Regions from separate parts of the Zea mays genome. Here region 1 is linked to region 2. Evidence: chromatin contacts called from public Hi-C data. All regions are on one chromosome and are shown on one strand. The core of a region is the stretch at or near the end of the contact, and the rest is flanking DNA. Distances in the headings are between cores, read along the strand shown.

Evidence for each region. A called contact is a pair of places that touch in the nucleus more often than the background predicts.
Region 1: a contact with region 2 is called in a Hi-C map of leaf, with 5 times the contacts expected there. The contact joins the promoter of LOC100285928 here to the promoter of LOC100280808 in region 2. A contact is called at or near these places in 7 of 25 Hi-C or Micro-C datasets (bundle sheath, ear, endosperm and 3 more).

What each region holds. Positions count from the first base shown.
Region 1 is chr7:161,390,024-161,396,659 of Zm-B73-REFERENCE-NAM-5.0, reverse strand. It overlaps LOC100285928 (glucan endo-1,3-beta-glucosidase 3), which reads right to left and starts at 4,044. Exons shown (of 11, transcript NM_001413829.1): 1 at 3,874-4,044; 2 at 3,087-3,233; 3 at 2,557-2,662; 4 at 1,917-2,069; 5 at 1,664-1,817; 6 at 1,535-1,576; 7 at 1,380-1,451; 8 at 169-481; 9 at 1-29. The coding sequence starts at 259.
Region 2 is chr7:161,255,809-161,263,096 of Zm-B73-REFERENCE-NAM-5.0, reverse strand. LOC100280808 (peptidase S16, lon) reads left to right here and starts at 4,692. Exons shown (of 1, transcript NM_001153728.1): 1 at 4,692-5,887. The coding sequence starts at 4,756. The coding sequence ends at 5,616.

The sequences.
Region 1 (6,636 bases), core at 2,795-5,294, 130 kb before region 2:
CGCCGACACCAGCACCGCCGATGGGCCTGCTGCGGTTGCAACCAGTCAGCGAAACCCGGCATTTGCAATTGCCGACCCAACCCAGCAAGAAGAAGAGCAGGCGGGCGAAGGTTATCAAGATTCAAGAACGAATCCAATAGAGGATGACTGGAGATAGAGAGAACTTACAGCGAAGAGAGATGAGGTGGAGCAAGAGGAGGAAGGGGAAGAGTAGCAAGCAGCTGCCACTGACACTCCCTCCTCCGCTCCTGCTCCCCATTGGGATTTGGTAGTGTGCCCTGCTGCGCCTGCTCCTGCTCGTGCCGGCCTCCGGGACTGCTTCTTTCGTCCAAGACTGCTTCTTTTGATGCGCACTCGATCGCTTTCTCCAGGAATCTCCTTCCCTCCCACCCCCAAGATTGCTGATTTCTGCTGCGTGGCGTTGGCGTGGGAGTGGGAGCGTGCGTGCTTGCCGCTTGGTGCTGGATGGATGGAGCTGGTCCTGGAGTGATGTCGGCGAGGTTGGTGAGGTGTCGGGGCAAAAGATGCGTTGGGATTGGGGGATTTTCCGGGGCTCGGTTGGGAGTGGGTGAATTACTGACTCTTTGTTTCTTGGTTATTGGTGCCTTCTAGGGTTCAAGGTTCATTAGCTGATTAGTGTCGACTCCTCACTCCGCTGCTATTCGGTGGGGACACAGGGTGGGGGAGAAAGCAGTGTGCCAGAGAGTCAGCAACCTGGACAATGGGCACTGAAATATGCACAAGTCATGTCAATGGTGGACCCCCCCCTTTCTGGCCACCTTGCTAAACCCTTGTTTTTCCCCAGACAGTTTTAGTGCTGTAATAACGATCCAAAAATGTTTTAGGCAATATTCGCGCCCGTTGAGCTTAAACTACATTTTTCACAAGAATTTCATTGAAGAAGAAACTAGGGTGAACAAATATAGATATAATTTTTTTTGCTAAAACATCTTGACTCCTAGTTGAGTTTTGGTGATTAATGTCCTCTTTGGAAGCAACCAGTTTTTTTCTATCTCCAGTTTTTAGAAACTGATTTATAAAAAAATGGTTAATGGTGTTTGGACCACCTTAATTTTTATAAAGTGATTTTAGCTAGAGGAGACTACCTTCTTGGTTTTTAAGAAACTAAAAATTCAGTTTCTGTAAATTGAGACATAAACTGATGTGTTTAGAACCACTTCAATTTCATAAATCAGTTTTTAAAAAACTGAGTGCTTCCAGGGTCTAGTTTTAACCCGAGATTTTTAAACTCGAACTGACATTACAAATGTTCGTGAAAACCAGACATACACGCACCACAGAAACATGGCAAAATGTGCATTATACAAATCAGGGCAGCTATTGATTACTGAATGAACCACACAACAATAATGGCTTACATTGAGAAAATGCTTGATAGAATCATTCACCTGTCCACATGCAAATGTTCTGAAGGTACCCCCATGGTATCCCTGTTCAGGAACATACCAAACTAATTACAAATGGGAAACATCATCCAATTTGACTGTGGCACATTTTAGGAGAGGTTTCTTACATTCTGGAACACATTTACATCAATATTTATAATATCCCCATTCTGCAGCAGAAAAAACTTGGTTAGCCCATGGTACTTAGCTACTACAGTGAATAGAGATGCGAGGAGGCAAATTTCATTATCCATAACCTGCATCTGAGGAGCTGAATCAGGTATCCCTTGACAGACTCATTTACTGATGTACATATAGAAATCCACGATATCCAAGTGGAGAAGGATAGGTAGCAGCCTCAATGATCATATCATGAACTGCTGCGTCAATTTCATTTGAAGTAATGGATGGCTAGAATGAGATTGAAACAAATACTGCGTTATTAAATTATAGGAAGCTAATAATTGAGTTAGAAAAACAATCCAGTCATCTGCAAATGAATATGCTTACCTTAACTGAAGTCCCAGCAAAGTCAAGAACATGGGCAACAAGTTTGCAAGCAGCTCTCGTTCCAGTAATCCATTAAGCCCTTGCATAGTTCTGGCAATCCTTTTGAACTAACATAAGATGGTCGGCCTTTCCACGCCTCAAAGGTGGCCTTTTCTTTGATACCAAATGTGGAAGTGTATTGATATGTTAGCAGAATCATTAAATGTGACCCGTGATGAAAGTTGGTCATGGTGTATTAGGTTTTTTTTTTGCGGAGAATTTGGTGTATTAGTTTAATGTAGATAACCCACAAACTACAAGATTATCATAAGAAGACGCGTACGAACTGATAGACAGTCAAATATTACGAAATCCAGAATCCAGCATTGGAGGTTCCCATGAGTTGGGTCTGGGGAAGGCATAAAACGAGGCAAACGTTCCCCCACAAATACAACCCGCAACCTGGTGACTCAGATAGACCGCCCCTTCAGTGCAAAACAATACAACAACAACATAACCTTTTTGTCCCAAATAAGTTAGGGTAAGCTAGAGATTAAACACACAAGAAACAAGAATAGAAGGAAAAAACACCAAAAGAGTAAAAGACAATACAGTAGAGTTAAGGGTAAATAGAAAAAGAGACAAAGATCATGGTTCATACATGTTAATTGCTAGTCTCCGAGCGCACCTATCCTTAGCTAACATCTTGAAGATATTCCACTCATATCTCTTAGGTACCTCGTCCCAAGTCATTCCTTGGAGATATTCTGCTTCTTCAGTGTAAAACAATAATTGAAACAAATAATGAGCACCACTTGAGCAATAAAAAATAGGAACACGAATAAATCAATTTAAAAAACTATAAATAGATTACCAACGGATAAATAACAATTCTAGAAAATGGTTCTGATTTCATATTTTAAAAACGAAGTAAATTAGTTATGAATTTTTAGAGACTGAACTAGTTTTTTTTATATTTTCTTAAGTAGAAAACTACCTTGGAAACCACTTTACACTGGTTCAGGTAGTGTTCCATCCAGTTTTGACAGTTGTAGAATGTCAGGTACTGTTTTTCATATTTCAGCGTTAAAAATTGGATCGACGTGCGAGATTGATATTGAAAAAAGAACTCTACCATAGAAAAAAGTGGGTTTAAACCAGCATAGAGTGCCAGAAAATATACTTTCTTACCTCCATAAGCTCATCTTCCACCCATGTGAGCCTGCTTGACACAGTAAAGCATCGTTTTGGCACTACGAATTTGCCGGCAACAAGCCAACAATGCAAACTGGGAGGATTAGTTAGGCCTAGTTATAGCAAAACGACCTTAGTTGTAACCTGCACACAAAAAAAATGCCTTCGCGGACAATGACATTAGGAACTCCAACTTCACAACTATCTAGAGCAGTACACTCCATCCAAAGCCACCCGATGGGTCCATAGTTGCACCTTGAAACAGCAAGGAGAAAGCAAACTAGATATGTGCAGAAACAGATATGGAGATGACTAGATGAGTCATGAGTGTATTGTTTACTAGAAGTGTCTGATAACCATGCAGAGTGTTAAGGACAGGTGGCAATAAAATCATTTAAACAGCACGATGTCACGTGAGTCGGCATAAAATTAATTTTCAATCTGAGTCCTAAAACATATAAGGGAGGCATGTAACCAACCCAAGCAAGTAAAAAAATAGGTTCACTCAAAACTCAACTATTACTGGCACAAAAGGCAAGTATGTCTGTATGTGGAACTGACATAAATTGGATAGAAGTACAGTGCAACAATTAAATTTACCACTTTACCAGTAAGCATGCGCCGCGAAATGTGCCGCGGTTCTCTGAAGCCTAGCACATGATCTCGTATCAATGTCCACCCGGTGGGAAGAACACTGACACGAGAGCAGGCAGCGAAGCTATTTTTTTACGAATTGGCACGCAGATGCAGAGAACATGGGCAGAGCGATCGTGCCTATCCGTACCGGAGCCGACGGGACGGAGAGGGGCAGCGACAGTGAGTGGCCGGAGCCTTCCGTCCTAGAAGGCCCGGCCTAGAAGGTCGCGGAAGGGCGTGCTCCCAGTCCAGCGCCGAGCCCGGCCATGGGGAAGAGATACAGGTGTGGAGGACGAACGGGGAACGGAGGTGCCTTGGAGGTTTTGTCGAGAAGATAAAAAACAAAGCGAAGAGAAGGGAAAAGGAAGCCCACAAGCGACCCGTCCTCAGCCTTCAACCTTCGATCTCCAATCTCAAAGCACTCTGGTGGTTGACTTGACTTTTTACCAACAGCCAGCATCGCGGCGGCAATATTCTCGGTTCCATTGATGGGCCTAATGGGCTGGAGTGTCCTCATTGGACTGACACGGAAAATTGTGCATCAGTGCATCACTAATGTATAAACTATAAATCAACAAAATAAATACATATGTGTTTTATTAGTTAGGTGGGTGTGAATATTAGTTTAGAGCCACCAACCATAGTTCGAATATTTATTTGTATATAGTTTTAGCTTTTTCCAATTAAATGTTTAAATGTGGATCTGTCTGACTGCAGGTTGATTACAAGAAAATATAATTAGTTCTTTGTAAAAGTGACAACGGTAGAACCGCAGAACCAAGAAAACTGGTGTTTTAATATAGTAGAGGTAGAGGTAGAGATAGAGATTTCCATGGTCACTCTTTTCCTTTCCGTTTTATGCAAAAATAAGGTAAAATTGTCCACAAATGGGGTTCAAACTTTAGTTGTTGGCTCCACATTCTCACCCACCTAACCAACATGACACATATTTTTGTGTTTTATTAAATCAAAGTCTATCCATATGATACATATAGAATCTGTAGCAATACACGTGCATCGGATTAGTATTGTGTGCTTGTGTATACGTCAAATCTCACTGATGTATTAGGTCATTTTCAATGAAAGTTTCATGAGAGATTTTATGACATTAATTAGTATGCCATATAGGATTTTTGATGGCATGACACTATATTTATTATGAAATAGTTGAAACTAGTTTCATCACTAGAAAACTATGTCAACCTGTTAAGGTATTAGAAAACGTGTGGAACCATCATCAAGGGCAATTTATTTTATCTCCATCTATTTTATCTATTCCTATTGGTTATTTAGATACAACATTTAAGTCACATGCTAGCCCATGAAATTGTAACATGAAACTCCTTATTGAAAGAGCATATTTCATTCTTCATTTTAACTTACTTTTATTAACATGGCAATATTGGAAATAGTGTGATGAAACTACCACTGAGAATAGCGTTATGGAGTCAGGACAACATCATCTTTGCATAATAATGGGATTGATTCTGAGTATTTTAGGACCATTAACGATCATAACTTTGTCTGTAATTGCACCATCAAGTATGCTCCCAAGAGGCACATCAACAGGTGGGGGCTCAACACACCGGTTTAAGCTTCCTATATATGCAATTAGTAGCATATGCATATAGATATGTTTTTGAAAATAGTCCTTGTCATGTCTTACCATTCGTCTAGTCGTATGAACCTATACATTGCCTCCAACAGTATGCTCTTCACCCTTGTTCATAGAATTTTTTCTTCTTCATTGACTTCTCTTATAATTCTTTAGAAGCCCATAGATGACAAAAGGGACCAATAAACATCTAAACGGCCTTTCCAAACCACGAGAGTTGAACCTACATATATGTTAATATATCAAAATAATAGTAATATATCAAGCATCTCGTCTATCATATCAATGCTTGCGCTATTATTTCCTTCCTCTTCTGCAATAAATGTGATGTATTTCTCGCTGTAAAATACACATGTTTCATAATCCGCAATGAAACTATTTTGATACAGGTGTTTACTCATTGTGACCTTATCAAATAACATCGAGTTTTAACATTTGTTGCATGGATACCAGATCTTATCATTATTCAACAAAGGCACCATTAGAAAAATCCTTAGTCTTAGTGATCCATTCAGCTAAGTGAGCTTGAGTTTTATTCCAACCATATACATCCATCGATGATCATCATCCATATTTAATTTTGTAGAATAAAGCAAGGTGCACAATAATGAGTCTGAGTTTTATTCCAACCATATACATCCATCGATGATCATCATCCATATTTAATTCTGTAGAATAAAGCAAGGTGCACAATAATGAGCGTTTTATGTTGCCTATACATAAGGATATGTCCTAAACTCATCCAAGAGTGACCAACACAACGCAGATTTATGATGAGTCCATAGCGTTTGAACGAAATTTCGGTGACATAACGTGTTGTTCTCCACCTGCACAACTGAATATGGTGTCGTGTAAAACAACCTAGGTCATATCGTCAAAATTTTGTTTGAACCACATAGTTTTTCATAAATGTCAATGCTATATTAGTCATTCGGATGATGTCTACAACTTAAGACCGTCAAATCTCACATGTGTGACACACGTGACAAGTGTCGATCCAAAATTGGTGAATTATGTGTTTTGTTACTCTACTCACATAATACTAAAAGAAAAATCTACTGATGTAACATTAGAACAATTAAATAATCATTTGTAGGGTTGAATCGTACATGTTTATCATTCTTAGGCACGGGCAGACGTGGACGGCGCCACAAGTGGGCTAGGTGTGTGCCATGTGCGGGTGGGGTGACCGGGGCTGGCAGGTGCGCAGGACATGGCGACGCAGGCACAACGGTATACATAGGCGAGGTTGGGCGATTGAGGCCGACGAGCATGCATAGGGCCGGGCGAGTGTGG
Region 2 (7,288 bases), core at 3,443-5,942:
TGCTCATTTGAGATTGCAATTTTACCTAACCCTTTTACCTTGCCTTGATTCCCATCACCGAATATAATTGAATCTTGGGAATCCTTATTCTTGACGTAGGAGGTGAACATCTTCTTCTCCCCCGTCATATGGTTTGTGCATCCGCTGTCGATAATCCAGCTTGAACCCCCGGATGCATAAACCTGCAAGGCAAATTTAGGCTTGGGTCTTAGGTACCCAACTTATGTTGGGTCCTACAAGGTTAGTGCAAATCTCCTTAGGGACCCAAATGCAAGTTTTGTCTCCCTTGCATTTTGCCCCTAACTTCCTAGCAACTATTTTCCTATCCTTTCTACAAATAGCAAAGGAAGTATTCAAAGCATGATATATTGTAGAAGGTTCATTAACTCTCCTAGGAACATTAACAACATTTCTCCTAGGCATATTGTGAACAGTATTTCTCCTACCAACATTTCTATTATGCACATAGAAAGAACTAGAAGCAAATATGTCATGAGAATCGAAATCATCATAAGCATTGTAACTTCTATTAGCATTTCTAGTTTGTCTCTTATCATGATATATAAACGCATGGTTCTTTTGCACACTACGAGCCATAGGGGCCTTCCCTTTCTCCTTGGCGGGAATGGGAGCCTTATGGCTTGTTAAGTTCTTGGCTTCTCTCTTGAAGCCAAGTCCATCCTTAATTGAGGGGTGTCTACCAATCGTGTAGGCATCCCTTGCAAATTTTAGCTTATCAAAATCACTTTTGCTAGTGTCAAGTTGGGCATTAAGACTAGCTACCTCTTCATTTAATTTAGAAATGCAAGCTAGGTGTTCACTATAAGCATCAATGTTAATATCTTTACACCTAGTGCACGTTACAACATTTTCTACACAAGAGATAGATTTACTAGCAATCTCTAACTTAGCATTCAAATCATCATTAATGCTCCTTAATTTAGAAATTGTCTCATGGCAAGAAGATAATTCACAAGAAAGCATTTCATTTCTTTTAACTTCTAGAGCATGAGATCTTTGTGCTTCTACAAATTTATCATGTTCTTCATACAATAAATCCTCTTGTTTCTCTAAGAGTCTATCCTTCTCATTCAAGGCATCAATCAATTCATTGATTTTATCAATTTTATTTCTATCCAATCCCTTGAACAAGCTAGAGTAATCTATTTCCTCATCGCTAGACTCATCATCACTAGAAGAATCATAAGTATTACTGTCTCGAGTACATACCTTCTTCTCCTTTGCCATGAGGCATGTGTGACGCTCGTTTGGGAAGAGGGATGACTTGTTGAAGGCGGTGGCGGCGAGTCCTTCATTGTCAGAGTCGGAGGAGGAGCAATCCGAGTCCCACTCCTTTCCTAGATGTGCCTCGCCCTTGGCCTTCTTGTAATTTTTCTTCTTTTCCCTCTTGCTCCCGTGTTCCTGGTCACTTTCATTATCGGGACAGTTAGCAATAAAATGACCAATCTTACCGCATTTGAAGCATGAGCGCTTCCCCTTGGCTTTGGTCTTGCTTGGCTGTCCCTTGTGACCCTTAAGCGTCGTCTTGAAGCGCTTGATGATGAGGGCCATCTCCTCATCATTGAGCCCTGCCGCCTCAACTTGCGCCACCTTGCTAGGTAACACCTCCTTGCTCCTTGTTGCCTTGAGAACAATGGGTTGAGGCTCATGAATTGGACCGTTCAACGCGTCGTCCACGTATCTTGCCTCCTTGATCATCATTCGCCCGCTTACGAATTTTCCAAGGATTTCTTCGGGCGACATTTTGGTGTACCTGGGATTCTCACAAATATTATTCACCAAATGAGGATCAAGAATGGTAAAGGACCTTAGTAGTAGTCGGACGACGTCATGGTCCGTCCATCGCGTGCTTCCATAGCTCCTTATTTTGTTGATAAGGGTCTTGAGCCGGTTGTATGTTTGGGTTGGCTCCTCGCCCCTTATCATCGCAAATCTTCCAAGCTCGCCCTCCACCAACTCCATTTTAGTGAGCATGGTGATGTCGTTCCCTTCGTGAGAGATCTTGAGGGTGTCCCATATCTGCTTGGCATTGTCCAAGCCGCTCACTTTATTGTACTCTTCCCTGCACAAAGATGCTAATAGAACAGTAGTAGCTTGTGCATTTCTATGGATTTGTTCATTTATAAGCATAGGGCTATCCGAGCTATCAAATTTCATTCCATTCTCTACAATCTCCCATATGCTTGGATGGAGAGAGAATAAGTGACTACGCATTTTGTGACTCCAAAATCCGTAGTCCTCCCCATCGAAGTGTGGAGGTTTGCCAAGAGGAATGGAAAGCAAATGTGAATTCGAACTATGTGGAATACGAGAATAATCAAATGAAAAGTTCGAATTGACCGTCTTCCTGTAGTCGTTGTCGTCGTCCTTTTGGGAAGAAGTAGATTCATCGCTATCGTCGTAGTAGACGATCTCCTTGATGCGCCTTGTCTTCTTCTTCTTCCCATCTTTGCGCTTGTGGCCCGAGCCCGAGTCAGTAGGCTTGTCATCCTTCAGCTCGTTGACGAAGGACTCCTTCTCCTTGTCGTTGATCACGATTCCCTTCCCCTTAGGATCCATCTCTTCGGGCGATTAGTCCCTTCTTGAAGAGAACGGCTCTGATACCAATTGAGAGCACCTAGAGGGGAGGTGAATAGGTGATCCTGTGAAACTTAAACTTATATCCACAAAAACTTGTTAAGTGTTAGCACAATAATCGCCAAGTGGCTAGAGAGGAGTCTTAACAAAACACAATACCACAAGAGATCAAACACAGAGATGACACAGTGGTTTATCCCGTGGTTCGGCCAAGACCAACGCTTGCCTACTCCACGTTGTGGCGTCCCAACGGACGAGAGTTGCACTCAACTCCTCTCAAGTGATCCAATGATCAACTTGAATACCACAGTGTTCTTCTTTACTTTGATCTTTTCCCGTTTGCGAGGAATCTCCACAACTTGGAGTCTCTCGCCCTTACAATTGAATTTCACAAAGAAGTACGGAGTAAGGGAGGGAAGCAACACACACAAATCCACAGCGAAATGCGCACACACACGGCCAAGAATCGAGCTCAAAAGACTATCTCAAAGTTCTCACTAGAACGGAGCTCGAATCACTGAAAATGACAAACGAATGCGCAAAGACTGAGTGTGGATGATCAAGAATGCTCTGAGGTTGCTTGGTGTTCTCCTCCATGCGCCTAGGGGTCCCTTTTATAGCCCCAAGGCAGCTAGGAGCCGTTGAGAACAAATCTGGAAGGCCATCCTTGCCTTCTGTCGTCGGGTGCACCGGACAGTCCGGTGCACACCGGACAGTGTCCGGTGCCCGATTTCCTTCCTTAAATAGCGAAGCCGACCGTTGCAGATGCGGGAGCCGTTGGCGCACCGGACATGTCCGGTGCACACCGGACAGTCCGGTGCCCCCTTCTAGCCGTTGGCTTGGCCACGTGTCCCGCGCAGATCGCGCGGCCGACCGTTGGCCCGGCCGACCGTTGGCTCACCGGACAGTCCGGTGCACACCGGACAGTCCGGTGAATTTTAGCCGTACGCCGTCGGCAAATTCCCGAGAGCGGCCACTTCGCTCGAGGCAGCCTGGCGCACCGGACACTGTCCGGTGCACCACCGGACAGTCCGGTGCCCAGACCGAAACAGCCTCTTGGCTGTACACAGCCAACTCTTCTCTTTTCTTCTTCTTTCTGTTTCTGATACTTAGACAAGTATATTAGTACACAAAACCAATGTACTAAGACTTAGAAACATACCTTTGCTCTTGATTTGCACTTTGTTCATCCATGGGCATAGATTCACATTTAAGCACTTGTGTTGGCACTCAATCACTAAAATACTTTAGAAATGGCCCAAGGGCACATTTCCCTTTCACTTACCATGTTTGGTTTTAGGGACTAAAAGCATTTAGAACACATTAAATGAATCGTAAGAAGATCAAAATACAACTTAGCGTTATCCCGCCATTAGTGTAACTAAAATAAAAAAGGGACAAAAGTAGAATTAATATTATTTAGTCCCTCTTAGTTACCACTCGAGGGATTAGATATTAAAATGCTTTAGTCATGTTTTAGTCTCATCGTTTGTTAGTTTAGAGACTAAATAAGACTAAAATATAGGGACTAATCTTTACTTCCTCAAACCAAATAGGGCCTTAGCAATTTAGAGACTAAAAATTAGTCCCTAGAAAATAGAAACCAAACACCTTCTAAATTTTTAATTTTATGTTTCGCTTACTCAATTTATTAGCTTTATTTTTTTATTACTTAGATTTTTTTCTTTGTCCTCCGTCAATGTTTAGAGTCAGCTGCAGGCGTCTTGTTTAGTTTCCTATAAACGTCATAATTTATCTAAGCTTTATCGTTTGAATTGAAAATTTTTAACAGAAAAATTAGGGTAAGTTGTGACGTTTTATACAGAGAACCAAACAGACCATCAGGCCAGCCCAACACAACCTGCTCATAAACCAGAGGTTCGAAGTTAGCCCAAATGCCGTGCTGTCCACCTCCTGCCACGGCCAATTTCGCCACGGAAGGAAGCCCTGCCACGCACATCCCAACGCGCATGCAACAGGTGGATGTGGATAAACCCCACGTAAACCGTCTGGCCTTGCGGGCCCCACGTATTCAGAGTGTTTCTGCTGGCCCTGGTTGCCTGGTTGGCAAAGAAAAGCACCCCGAAAGCCACACAAACAATTTGTTCCCCCTGCCTAGGCCGCCGCCGGGGAAGCGGGGAAAAAGATCCCGTCCCAATGGCTCTCCTCCCCCAAATCCTCCACTCTCCTCACCCCGCGCTCGCCGCCGCCGCCTCCTCCTCTCGCGCATTCTGCCGAGCACCACGCCACCTCCATGTCTCAGCGTCCCGGGGCCGGGGCCGCGGCCGCCTCGCCACGGCGGCGGGGGCGTCCGGGCCCGGACCATCATCGCCGGAGCCATCTCCCCCTGAGTCCGACGACGGGCTGGTGGAGCTCCCGCTGTTCCCTCTCCCGCTCGTGCTCTTCCCGGACGCCACGCACGCGCTGCACATCTTCGAGTATCGCTACCGCATCATGATGCACACGGTGCTGCAGACCGACCTCCGCTTCGGGATCGTCTTCGTCGGCAACTCGGGGTCCGCCGCGGAGGTGGGCTGCGTCGGGGAGGTCGTCAAACACGAGCGCCTCGCCGACGACCGGTTCTTCCTCATCTGCAAGGGCCAGCAGCGGTTCCGCGTCGCCCGCATCGTGCGCACCAAGCCCTACCTCGTCGCCGCCGTGCAGTGGCTCGAGGACCGCCCGCCCGCAGAGCCCCCGGCGCCCGGGGAGGACGCCGAGGCGCTCGCTGCCGACGTCGAGGCCCTAATGCGGGACGTCATACGCATCGCCAACCGCCTCAACGGCAAGCCTGAGAAGGAGGTCGGGGACCTGCGCAGGGGCCTGTTCCCCACCCCCTTCTCCTTCTACGTCGGCAACACCTTCGAGGGCGCGCCCCGCGAGCAGCAGGCGCTCCTCGAGCTCGAGGACACCGCCGCCAGGCTGCGCAGGGAGCGGGACACCCTGCGCAACACGCTTAACTACCTCACCGCCGCCTCCGCCGTCAAGGACGCATTCCCTTCCTCGCCGTCTTCGGGGTGAAGTGAGGTGAGGTGAGGTCGTCACTCGTCAGCTAGGAATGGATGAGGATAAGGAGTTTGTGGTCGTGGGTATAGGACTGAACTTTGTTATCACTCTTTCAAGCCCTTTTTCTTTCTTCTTTCTCTTATTATTATATATTCTATGGCTAGGTTCTATCTGCATGGGGTTAGCATCTTAGCGTGTAAAATTGTATAATTTGGTGTGTGTTAACTCAAGAAAAATTGGAGCTGTGATATATAAGTCCTTGAAAAGGACGGGAATTTTGCTCTCAGAGAGTGACTTATGCTTCTACCCTTAAATTGGACCGAATTGAAGCTAACTCGTTGGTCAACTGTTGACTCTCGATTTAAACAATTTCAAGTGCCTCTAGAATGTTCTAGTGGGATAGTTTGGATGTGAACTGAAGTAGTGATAGTTGCTACTGACCTGCCTTCATAATTCTTGCAAATGGTCTGGGATAGTTTGGTGATGCTGTTCATAATCATGTGCCTTCATATTGAGGAAGCATGCAACCCGATACGAAAGCATTCTGAAGTTTTGAAAGCTTGCTTTCTGTCTGAACCTTTGTTTTCAACCTTTTTCAGATGCATGTTAGAACAGTTTGTGTTTCCCCTAACATTATCAAAGCAATGTTATGCTTCTTGATGTTATGACTTGACATCAATCTATCCACCCATCTACTGTTTGATAGGCATAGATCAGAGCAGCTGCGAAAAAAAAACATAAATACTTGTAAGGGAGTATGTTTTCTGCATTTCAGGTTTTCAGTGTTTGTCTCGAATTTACCAAGGATAGAGAAACTTCAGCTTTGCACCGATTCCCTATCAAATAGGCAGACGTGTAAGTGGAATGGTTATAAAACAAGACAGGTCGCATCATTACATGAGGCCCAAATGACAAATCACAGAGCTAGTTTGTCGTGCACATCGATCATCGCCATGGTTGAGTTAGTTTGCCACCATTGGTTTCCTTGCAAATCCGACATTCGACATCAATAATCGATTCTAACCTCCACCCCGCCCATTCCCTCCCCTAGTGACACCTCAAAATTGACAAGGTTTCATAGAATGCTGAAAATCAGTCTTTGTATCAAATCGTAAATTATAAGACATTTTATTTTTTCTAAATTAAAAGTCTCTGACACCAGCCGACTTATTATGCAAAATTACATTGGCAGCAGACCAGCAGTACAATATAACAAAAACACAACTTTAATTGAGGACAAATCTAAAATAGATTAATTATATAGTTCCCCGGACAAAATCTAAAATAGATTAATTATATGGTCTAAGCCATTTTTTGAATCCGCTCGGTTTGATATCGATTAATCGACCGATATGACTGATTAATCGGTTCTAGAACCGATAAACTGATAGCAGATGTGGTCAAATCAGACCTCTTGTTTTGGTAATAAAAGCACATTTAGATTACAATAATTGAATAAAAAATGATCCAAATGTTATCATAAGTTCAAATAGAAACATTTGGCTAGGGATCAAAATGGATACTTATTCAGATAACAACTTTTTGGTATTTTTCTTTGATTATGAATAAATAAGATATAAAATTTACTATATAAATTCATATTCTTGTTTTTAACATTGAGCTTGTAAAGTTTCATAAAAGATAAACCTTAAATTTATTATATATTTTCTCAAATGATAGATATAAG